Regions from separate parts of the Zea mays genome. Here region 2 is linked to region 1. The links are chromatin contacts, called in public Hi-C maps. All regions are on one chromosome and are shown on one strand. Each heading gives the region's core, a stretch centred on a gene start, on an enhancer-like site or on the middle of the called end of the contact. The rest is flanking DNA. Distances are from core to core; before and after follow the strand shown.

Region 1 (4,645 bases), core at 1,529-4,028:
ACGTACGAGTAACCGACTAGTTTTCTCTAATATTTAGTGTTGTTACCTCGGCGTAGATGTCATCGCCGGAGGTCGCCTTTGACATCCCTTAGCTGCCCATGTGTATCTGTAGATATATGTTGTAGATCTTATTCATAGGATAGGTTTGTGTTTGGTGGTGTACGTTCGACAAGTGTAGTGTGTGAGTTCAGTTACTACAACTTGTACCAGAAGATGGGGCAATTAAAAAAAAAGCCAACAGGGGGCCCACGAAATACTACTATACGTGGCTGCAAATTTGTTATTACTTCTCCAGTTTCATTAGGATTCTATGGAAGCTCTGTGGAAGGCATGCAGCTGCTACGGACAGGTGTATAAGAAGCACCGCAAATGTGACTTTCTCGTGTCCCTTCCTCACTTCACAGACAAGCATGGTGATGTTCAAATACAAGCACAGCTGACTGAATCGCACGCTGACAAAACCTAGGCTTCTAAGGGTAGTCAAGTACACCTCGATGGCATTCTTGATACCAAGGAACGAACAACAAACACACATATGACTCTCAGTTGAAAGCTCCCGAAACTGCGTAGATGAAGTCCAAGAACCCCGTCCCCTTGAGAAGGCCCTTGCCAGTTAGAAGCTCGAAATCGATCAGCAGGAGGAAGCCGATTATGGCGGCTTTTCCGTTGATCAGCTCGTTGTCACTGGTGAAGCCGAAGCCTCCGACATCCTCGTCGACGACCATCCTCACCTGAAAACGTAGAAGGGGGATATAAGTTGGGTGCACAAGTTCAGTGAAACGAGCTTCTCACTTCTCTGGAAATGTAGAGTATGAAGCTAATGAGAAGAGCTGCAGGGATGTATATCGTATGGAACAGAGGAGAGAGAACATGTGTGTGTGTGTGTGAAGCAGGAATCGTATCGAACAGCAAAAAAATTTAAAAAAATGATACCTCTTCCACATTGACATCCGATGCAGTCACACCAGGCTGAGCTTTCCCGCTGAATATAATCTCCGCTGACCCCGCACCGTCGGCTCCGCTGAAGCTGATGTATATGTTTTCTTCGTCTGTTTTCACGCGGTAGGTGAATAGTTTCCTCAAGGCTGGCGTAAGAGCCCGTAGGACAGGGTTTTTCGGATACCATTCTTTTATCTCCCCGGTGCGAAGGTCAAATGTGCTGTCTGTTGATGGACAAACAATGCACCCGTCCTGAAACACCAAAAAAAAAAAAAGATGCAAGGTTACATCTCCGTGAAGGAGAATGAAATTATCTCATCTAAGTCCATACGCAAGAAAGCTATTAAATCCCTACCCATGACGCTTCAGACATGCCAGCAGAAACTAAGTTCAGATATGTCAGCAGAAACTAAGTTCAGACATGTCAGCAGAAGATAAGGATTGAGTGTTTTCCAATATCTGTAAGGATAGAGATTGTTTAGTTAGTGGCTGCTGGGAAAGGAGATGGTTGGAATGTAACTTTTATGAAGATTTTTTGGGAGAAAGTGATATGTTGGAATGGGAGAGATGGATGGACATGTTGGACAATTTTAGGCTCACTGAAGGGGAGGACAAATTCATCTGGGTGCTAGGTAGTTATACAACAAGATCTATGTATAGGAGGTTGACCTTTAGGGAAATTAGTAATTCAAGACTGATGAAATTGTGGAAGAACGAACGGGTTGCCACAAAAAAAAAGGGTTCTATGTGGCTGGTTTATCAAGGTGGGCTTCAAACAAGGTTACCTTTTTTAAAAAAACAAAAAGTATTTTGGGACCAATGGAATGATTACCTTTTCTAACTTATTTTGAAACTCTAGAAGCAACTAGGGAAGTTTATTAAGGGCTAGTTTGACAACTCTATTTTCCCAAAAGCATTTTCGCAAGAAAAAATTAACTAGACTTAATAGGTTTGTAACTTGTTTGAAACAAGAATGGTTCAACGGATTTGGTTGTCATCCTTGTTAACCTAACCTTTGCTGACCATGGTTGTAATTGTATTGTTTGTCTGCGACTCTGCGTATAATTCTTTTATACGGTATATATCCATGACAGGTAACGCTGAGCGGCGCAGGCCGGCGGCATTGGCGTGAGCCGTGAGTTCGAGTCGAGACGCACCTGCGTGAGCTTGGCGTTGAGGAGGCCCTCGGTGTAGGCGCCCTCCGCTGGCGACCGGTTCTCGATGGCGAAGACCTGGTTCTTGTACCAGAGCAGCAGGATCTCCTCCCCGTCCTGCACGATCACGCGGCGCTCTCCGCGCGGCAGCGCGGCGAGCGGCACCACGGGCACCCACGACGCGCCCCCGCCTCCTCCCGCGCCCTCCGCCGCGGCCGAGGACGACTCGGCCCCGGACACCTCGGCGGCGCGGCAGGCGAGCCTGGAGCTGGAGTTGCGGCAGTGCCGCGGCGCGGCGCGGAGCGTGGCGCGCAGGCAGGCGGGGCTTCGGCGGTGGAGGAAGGAGGAGGAGGACGCGGCGGCAGTGGCTGTGGTAACGGCCGCCATAGGGACGGGAGGGGAGTGGCGGGGAGGCGAGCGAGAGGGGGTGGGTTTGAGCAGGAGGAGGGGGGCAGGGTGGTGGTGCCGTGGTGGTGGTGCGTGCTGGAACGTCCATGGCCACAGGTTGGCGATAAAGCGACAAGACCGGGCGTGGGGAAGAGAAGCGGACACATTTATAGGTTCCCGTCCAGTGAACTCCTTTGAAATCTGCAAATGCACAGCAGGACGAAACATGCCATCCATCATTGTCCTCCCGCAAGCTGCCACTCGGCACTCGAGCTCGGTCATTATTTTAGAGCTAGTTTGTAGCCAAAGAAAGGAGTGGTTCAAAGATCTAAAATCATATTGATTTTAGACTCTCAAATCTCCTCCGATTTTCTATAGAGTGCCATAAAATTGGAGATGATTATAAATTTTAAGATATCTTTCTTATTTGAAATTGAATAAGAAGAGAATTTTATTCTCTCCAATTTCATCCGGTTTTGTAACTCCCAAGATAGTTTTTAGTGTTTTTTCACACTCTTTTTTCAACTATTTTAGAGCCTCAAAGCATCCAATTTTTAGAAACTGGGATGCTTCCTAATATGCTAATTTATGCTTTAGATTTTGCAAAACTGGATTGTTAGTTTTTTAAAAAACCAAGAAGTTGGTCTTCCTTATCTAAAACTAATTTTTGCCTCGATAAATTAGTTTGATGAAAATTAGAATGATTATCATCGCTCCTAAACCTATGCATGGGACCTCCTCGACGCTTTTGAATGTTTAATTATTATTTAAGAAATATATGCAATTGTTTCAGTGTCTCTGTTTTAGAGTGTAACTGTAGATTTGCCCCTGTTTTTTTAAACAAAATGTTGTATGCTCCTAATCCGTTAGTTATACTTACAGATGGCAATGGGGCTCTGATCGCCGATTCTCCGTGGAGAATTCTTCCATTAGGAGATGGGGATGAGGAAGTTTCTTCCCCCACAGGGATATAAACGAAGAAAAATTCTCCCCGGTGATGAGGATGCCCATTCCCCATGGGGACCCATTAAACTTACGTGTGATGATGTTTTCATATAATAGTTAATGATAAAAATACCGAATCACGTCGATGTCGTCTCCCTCGTCTGCGCGCGCTCGGACCTCCGTATTTATCTCCATTCGTGACGCCTCGAGCTAGCAGAACATGGAGATCGTTGAGCCGATTGAGGTGAGGGAGCGAGATCATGGAGAGCCTGAGAGGAGACGACTAAGGTGGAGATTGGGCAGTTTCTTTGGGTGGTTTCTTCAGGGAGGAGACGACTGAGGTAAGGTATACAGCGTGAGGGATGCTAGTGAGGAGAGCAGCAGTGGAGGCTGAACGCAAGGGCGAAAGTCATAGATTGAAAGGGAAATGGAGTCTTCGGTGAAGACAAGGCTTCCACTCCACTCTATCGGTATCATTTACCCTTCACCATCACTCCACATCACTCTCAAATTGGTATAATCTTTCGCTCATATTTACTTGTACCAATGGGAAGAAAGTTTAAGGGCTCACAAAGTCTTCGTTTTTTGGCGATTCATGCCAAAGGGGGGAAAGTATTAGCCCAAAGCAAAAGGACCGCACCACCACCACCAATTTCAAAATTTTCAATTGATATATTTTGGTATGTTAACTTTCAAGAATTTTTCAAATTGGTATCTAAATCTTGTTCAAATTAGTAAAACCCTCTTGAAAACTTAGAGGTGAATTCTATTCAGGGGGAGTTTTGTTTAAGTCAAAGGAAAAGCATTTGAAACAGGGGGAGAAAATTTCAAAATCTTGAAAATGCTTCTCGAAATCTTATTCATATACCATTGACTATTTGCAAAAATACTTTGAAAAGATTTTCCAATAGAATTTGCAAAAAAAACAAGTGGTCCAAAATGTTAAATAAAAGAAACCAACCATGCATATCCAGTAAAAGTAAAATATTGGTTTAAATTCCAAGCAACCTATGCACTTACTTTATGCAAACTAGTTCAATTCTGCACTTATATATTTGCTTTGGTTTGTGTTGGCATCAATCACCAAAAAGGGGGAGATTGAAAGGGAAATAGGGTTTAACCTTTTCCCATAAATGATTTTGGTGGTTGAATGCCCAACACAAATAATTGGACTAACTAGTTTGCTCTAGATTATATATTCTACAGGTGCTAAAAGTTCA
Region 2 (5,336 bases), core at 2,754-5,253, 150 kb after region 1:
AAGGTGGTACCAAAGGAAGAGAACCAAGACTAAAGCTGCGGGAGGAAAGGCCCTCCGTTAAAAACTTTTTACTACTTATTCGGGAGGAGTTTTGCCTCCCATGGTTTGTAATAATAATACTCAGCACTCGTATATTATGTTCTGGTCTGTAACTATATAACTCTGTCTTACTTTCCAATAAAAGTAAGTTATTGTAACTGCTTCCGCACTTTCGTATCTCTGATAAATTGTAATGTCCGCGTGACGGGTGAAACTCTCTTGGGAAAGGTAAGGAATTCAGATACCGAACTTGTCAATTGATCAGGTGCACCTGCAGGGTTGTCTGAGGTCCGTTGGACAAGGATAACTGTAGGTGGGCCTAATAACTTGAGGGGTTCTGTCACACACCTGGAGCAGACGAGCGGACATTTTTCTACGACTGTCATGCTTGGATCCTCCACCTTATTGCCTCAATGCTTTTTTCCAGACGCAATAGGTGACGACGCATCGTGGATGTTCCTGCCTTGCCTGGCTGACTAGGACACGACGGGATGCTACATCTGGGCTTCTGGCGTCTTGGACTTCCTGTACAGGCAACTTTGTGAGGCGTGTCGTCGGTTGTCGAGGACTGCGAGCTTAGGCAGTTGTGTGTACCTACTCCAGCTCTAGATGTGGTCACACATACCGGTCGGTTGCCCGAGAGAGTTTGCTCCTCGTGAGTGGTTCACCGGCGTCGTACACAGGCTACGCCCGACGGGCGGCCTACCGTTGGGACCGGGTCGAGAGTCGTTCGCACATCACCAGTGTGCCTACGTCGAGTACTCCAACGAGTTGGACACACTTACACCTTCCACAATGAGTTGTTTACATTTACTATGTCTTCGAACTTTCTTTTTACGTCATCAGTACCACAAATATAAACTTGACGTAAATTGTATTTTTTGCGGGTGACCTGGCAACCATATCATGATCCATATTTCATAGACGTGTAGTTGAGCTCTTTGTGCATGCAATACTAGGACCTTTACCTTATGCGGTGTCCCCATATTTGCTTCTATGCCGCTGAGTACCACTTGCCCCACAGAGTGGCCCGATAGTTCAGACTGCGACAGGAGTTTCCGGTGGAGCCCTACTCCACGTCGATCGAACTCCACAAGTTAGTGCCTTTGTCCTCTTGGTTCTCTAACTATTATTTAAAATGCGCAATGCAATCGTATAAGAGATGTCTACCACTTGCATGTTCGATTGCTAGAGGTAGAAGTAGGTCACCGACTTCGAGAACCATCACGGAGACTACCACTTCCGTCCTTTGAGAACCATCACTGTGACTACCACTTCCATCAAATGAGCGACAACAACTATGAGAACGACCAGCCACACACGAACTACCACTTCCGTAGGTACTTGACTTGGTATGATGGTGTGACTAGGTGCAAGCTTTAGGGCTAGTGGACAGCTGCAGACTATGCCGAGCTAGAGTCGTCAGACTACGAATACACTTCGTACGACATAGCTATTCGGCATAGGTCGCAAGTCAAGTCCGCTCCCATCCTAGACCGAGTGGTACCAAGCTGTTAACTCGATTCATTTTCGTTAATTCGATGTCGTAGTTTTGTTGTGTGTATCCTCATGTTTTTTGTGCGTAGGGGAACTCTATGCTCGTACATGTGGGTGACATTGAGCGTACCGCACAGAGGACTTCCGACATCACGATGCTTGCCTTACTCTCAGTGAGTAGTAACTGTTAGGGTGTGTTTGGTTTGGCTTTTGGCTTTGGCTTTTGTCCTCTAAAAGCCAAAAGCCAAACCAAAAAGGTGGATCCAGGAAACAACCTTTTCTAAAAGTCGTCTTTCTAGCGGTGCAAAACTGAAAGCACCTCTAAACCTGCTTTTAGCGGCTTTTGGATGAAATCGTGAAAATATATATGGAAGAGTTTTTAGCAAATAGTGATTTTCACCAAATGAGTTTTAGCTTTTTAGCAGTTCATAGCTCACAACATTTTTTTCACACCTCACAACCTGCAACAACTTTTTTCACAGTCACAACCCAACCAAACATACCCTTAGTAGAGAAGTCATTTGTTTGTAGGTTAAAATCTCGGTGCCTAACTAACCTTGAATTATATGTGTTATGTGGTGATATGTGCTGATATCTTATTAAATATGATTATTGAAATTGTGGTTGTTAATAAAACAAGGAAAACTCTTGCAATATTTTGTGAATTGCAAAAAACATGAAAAGCACAATGCAATAGAAACATCATCAATCTGAAAAATTATGAATATGAAAGTACTTCATAACACACGAGTAGCGGAATCAACCTGAAACATTATCTATAAGTAAATCATCATTAGAGTCATCCGTCACGCAATCCTCAACGACAACGTCGTTCCACTTGCTTAATTGTCCTGCATCACCCTCTTCTACCTTTCTCTTGTAGAAAGCGACTTCTACTTCATCGGCAGTCTGGGAAAATAGCTGGTCCTTAGCATCCGCTTCATCAGCCTTCTGCTTTGTAATAAGCGGCCTCTGCTTCATCGGCGGCCCGAGACATAAACTCATCCTCCTGCTGTTGCGCATGTAATCTTGCCTCAACTAGCGCGATGAGCTCACTCAACCTTGACGTGTTGTCATCCTTCTCCATCAACTTCAACACCACATTTGCATAGTACAGGACCAGACTCGCACTCTTCCGGACACTCATTCTTTTTATTCTCCTTTGTCTCTGCCTCTCGCCAATGTCGTGTAGGACCATACAACTACTCTATGAAATTACACTTACGTTTGTCGTATGCTACAAAAGAATACATTAGTGAATTTGTGAAAAAGTTGACAAAATTGTGGACATATGTTATGCACTTACATAATTAATGTCTGGACACACGAAGTAATTCATAGTATCCTCACATATCACAGCACGATTTCCACAGTTACACCGAGGCGGAGACTCCGGTCGTCTTTCTGTGGCAAGGTTCTTCCCTTCCTCAGTCATTGTTGGTGGGTTCGAGGGAGGAGGCACCCATTGCTTAAAACACTCATGTGCGTTCTTCCCGCTCAACCAATTATCGAAAAGAGATACTGAGGGTCAAACTTATTAGGACTGTCAATCCACACGAAAAACACATCAAGTGATCCTACAGGAATGGAACGAAGCATTAGTACACATTGAGAAAACAACACACAACACACAAGTGGGAAACTACGTACGTTAAAACCACCACATGTGTAGAAACAGCGAGCGATCGTGTCTGGATCTTTAGATTAAGCCCAAACCGGTTCACCACAGTCACAATTAGATAGGAAGATCAAGAGGAACATGAGCATCCTTATTAGATGCATCCGTATATAACTCCTAAGGATAACATCTCTTCTGCCACAACGACTTTCGATACACGTCTTTCATCTACGAAACGATTTTATATTAACACAACTATAAAAATACCACAAATGATTTAAACTTATAAATAACATGATACTCATAGTTTTAAAACCCTAAAGACTTTATAAACCCATGATTCACAAACTATCTAACAAACTGTACTCATCATACCAACAATATTATCTTAGAAATCATAACTAATAGTAATATGTGCACAAATCAAAACTAATTAATCAGAATCGTACTACGCAATATACATAACAAATGAATCATTGAGACACCATACCTTCGTCTACAAGCTATACAAATCAAATCAAAGTTTTCCAACTCGAATACGAAGATTGAAACACCTCTCGACGGTACATATGAAGAGGGAAACGAGTGATAGATATGGCCGGACGTAGCTCTCGGCCAGGGGAACTATGATTTATATCGCTTCCTAGCTCGACATCAAGATATGTGGCGCCGAGCTACGGAGCCACGTCAGCGCCGTGTTAGCCCTATCGTGCCAACGCGGGCACGTACCTCGTTACCTCGGCGCCACATATTGGCACCACGCAAAAAGTCTAAATTCGAGATTAAGTCATGCATGGTCTAAACTTGAAAATTCTTTAAAAAAAGAGGCTAAAAACAAAAAAAAAATTCGGGGTCTGCTGCCTGCTGATACATTCATACACACAGACACAGGTAGTCAGGTAGACGATCTGCAGCGGAGGCCCGCCGCGAAACCCAGCACGACCGATCCATCCACCTCACACCGCGTCTTCGTCCAGCTCACTCCCCCGCCGCGCCCCCGCTCCGCTCCCCTCTCTTCCTCGCCGCGGGTCGCGCGCAGCCAGGCGCCGAGCCGCCGACCAGTAACCGACGTATATCTCATCCTTCCCCCTCCCCCCTGCACAGCCCCCTCTACAACTCCCCGATTAAACCCTAGAATCTCCCAACTCCCAAATGCGCGCCCCCACCTAGGCCCCCGAATTCGGCATCCGCTCCGCGGAAGGTACGGGATCTATCGCGCTCTGCTCCCTCTCCTCCTGCGCTGGTCTGGTTCTGATCTAGCTCGAGCTCACCGCGCCGCCGCGTTGGCGTTGTGTATTTCGCCGCCGGTTCTGTGATTTAGGAATGGGAAATTTGGATCCATACCATTAAATCGTTGCCGCTGCTGCTGGTGTCTGTTTGTCTTTGTTTGGGATGCTCGTGCATGGGAATTTCCCCCGATTCGTTTTTTCCGGTGCCGCGCTGGGATGGTTTCAGCCGGAATCGGGTTGGTGCCTCGAATGAACTTTTACTTGTTTGATTAGGCGGAAGCTCTGAGGTTTCCAGGTGATGTTGTGTGCACGCACACACCTGCAACTCAGCTGCTGCGCGTTTCCTGGGCGACTCTGTAGCTGCAAGGTTTTGGTCTGGCGTCGACGACGGTCATGCCATGTGCTACTCTCGTGTAGTCGGGTTGTTTGTTAAGTCACAGTCTCCCACTCTCCCGGGTAGATGCTCTCCAGGACTGGACTTCAGGTGGTCAGGCACTTCTCATTTACGGCTTGCTTGGCTCGGTATCCTTTCAGGCGCTGCTTTTACTGCCTTATCGAAAAGACTGGAGTTTTGTTGCCATCTTTTGCAGAGCCCGAATATAGGACTTTGGCTATCAATGCCTGGGTGGTGAGTTGGGAATGAATTTTTATTTGGCTTCCATGTGCCTCTATGGTTTACCTTTCGTTATGTTTTTAATGGGTTCCTTTTGAGGACCTGAATATTCGATGCAGTTACAATGTCAGAAACAACAGACAAGAGCATCCAATTATTTTACCGCTTTTATTTTCATGGAAGCATCCAATTATTTTACCGCTTTTATTTTCATGGTTATTCCATCTTCGGGACATTATTTAAGCATGAAGTGACTTCTAGATTGCAGTTAATGTTGACTTCCCAATGTTACGTGTCTTGCAGGTGTGCAAGCCAGGGTGCACACAATGAGTGCGGGTTT

What was found. A called contact is a pair of places that touch in the nucleus more often than the background predicts.
Region 2: a contact with region 1 is called in a Hi-C map of tassel, with 2.8 times the contacts expected there. The contact joins the promoter of LOC100384037 here to the promoter of LOC100285301 in region 1. A contact is called at or near these places in 5 of 25 Hi-C or Micro-C datasets (ear, endosperm, leaf and 1 more).

The regions. Positions count from the first base shown.
Region 1 is chr3:159,819,958-159,824,602 of Zm-B73-REFERENCE-NAM-5.0, forward strand. It overlaps LOC100285301 (rieske domain containing protein), which reads right to left and starts at 2,779. Exons shown (of 3, transcript NM_001158194.2): 1 at 2,097-2,779; 2 at 934-1,191; 3 at 385-731. The coding sequence starts at 2,762. The coding sequence ends at 543.
Region 2 is chr3:159,971,230-159,976,565 of Zm-B73-REFERENCE-NAM-5.0, forward strand. It overlaps LOC100384037 (zinc finger homeobox protein 4), which reads left to right and starts at 4,004. Exons shown (of 8, transcript XM_008675029.4): 1 at 4,004-4,355; 2 at 5,300-5,336. The coding sequence starts at 5,323.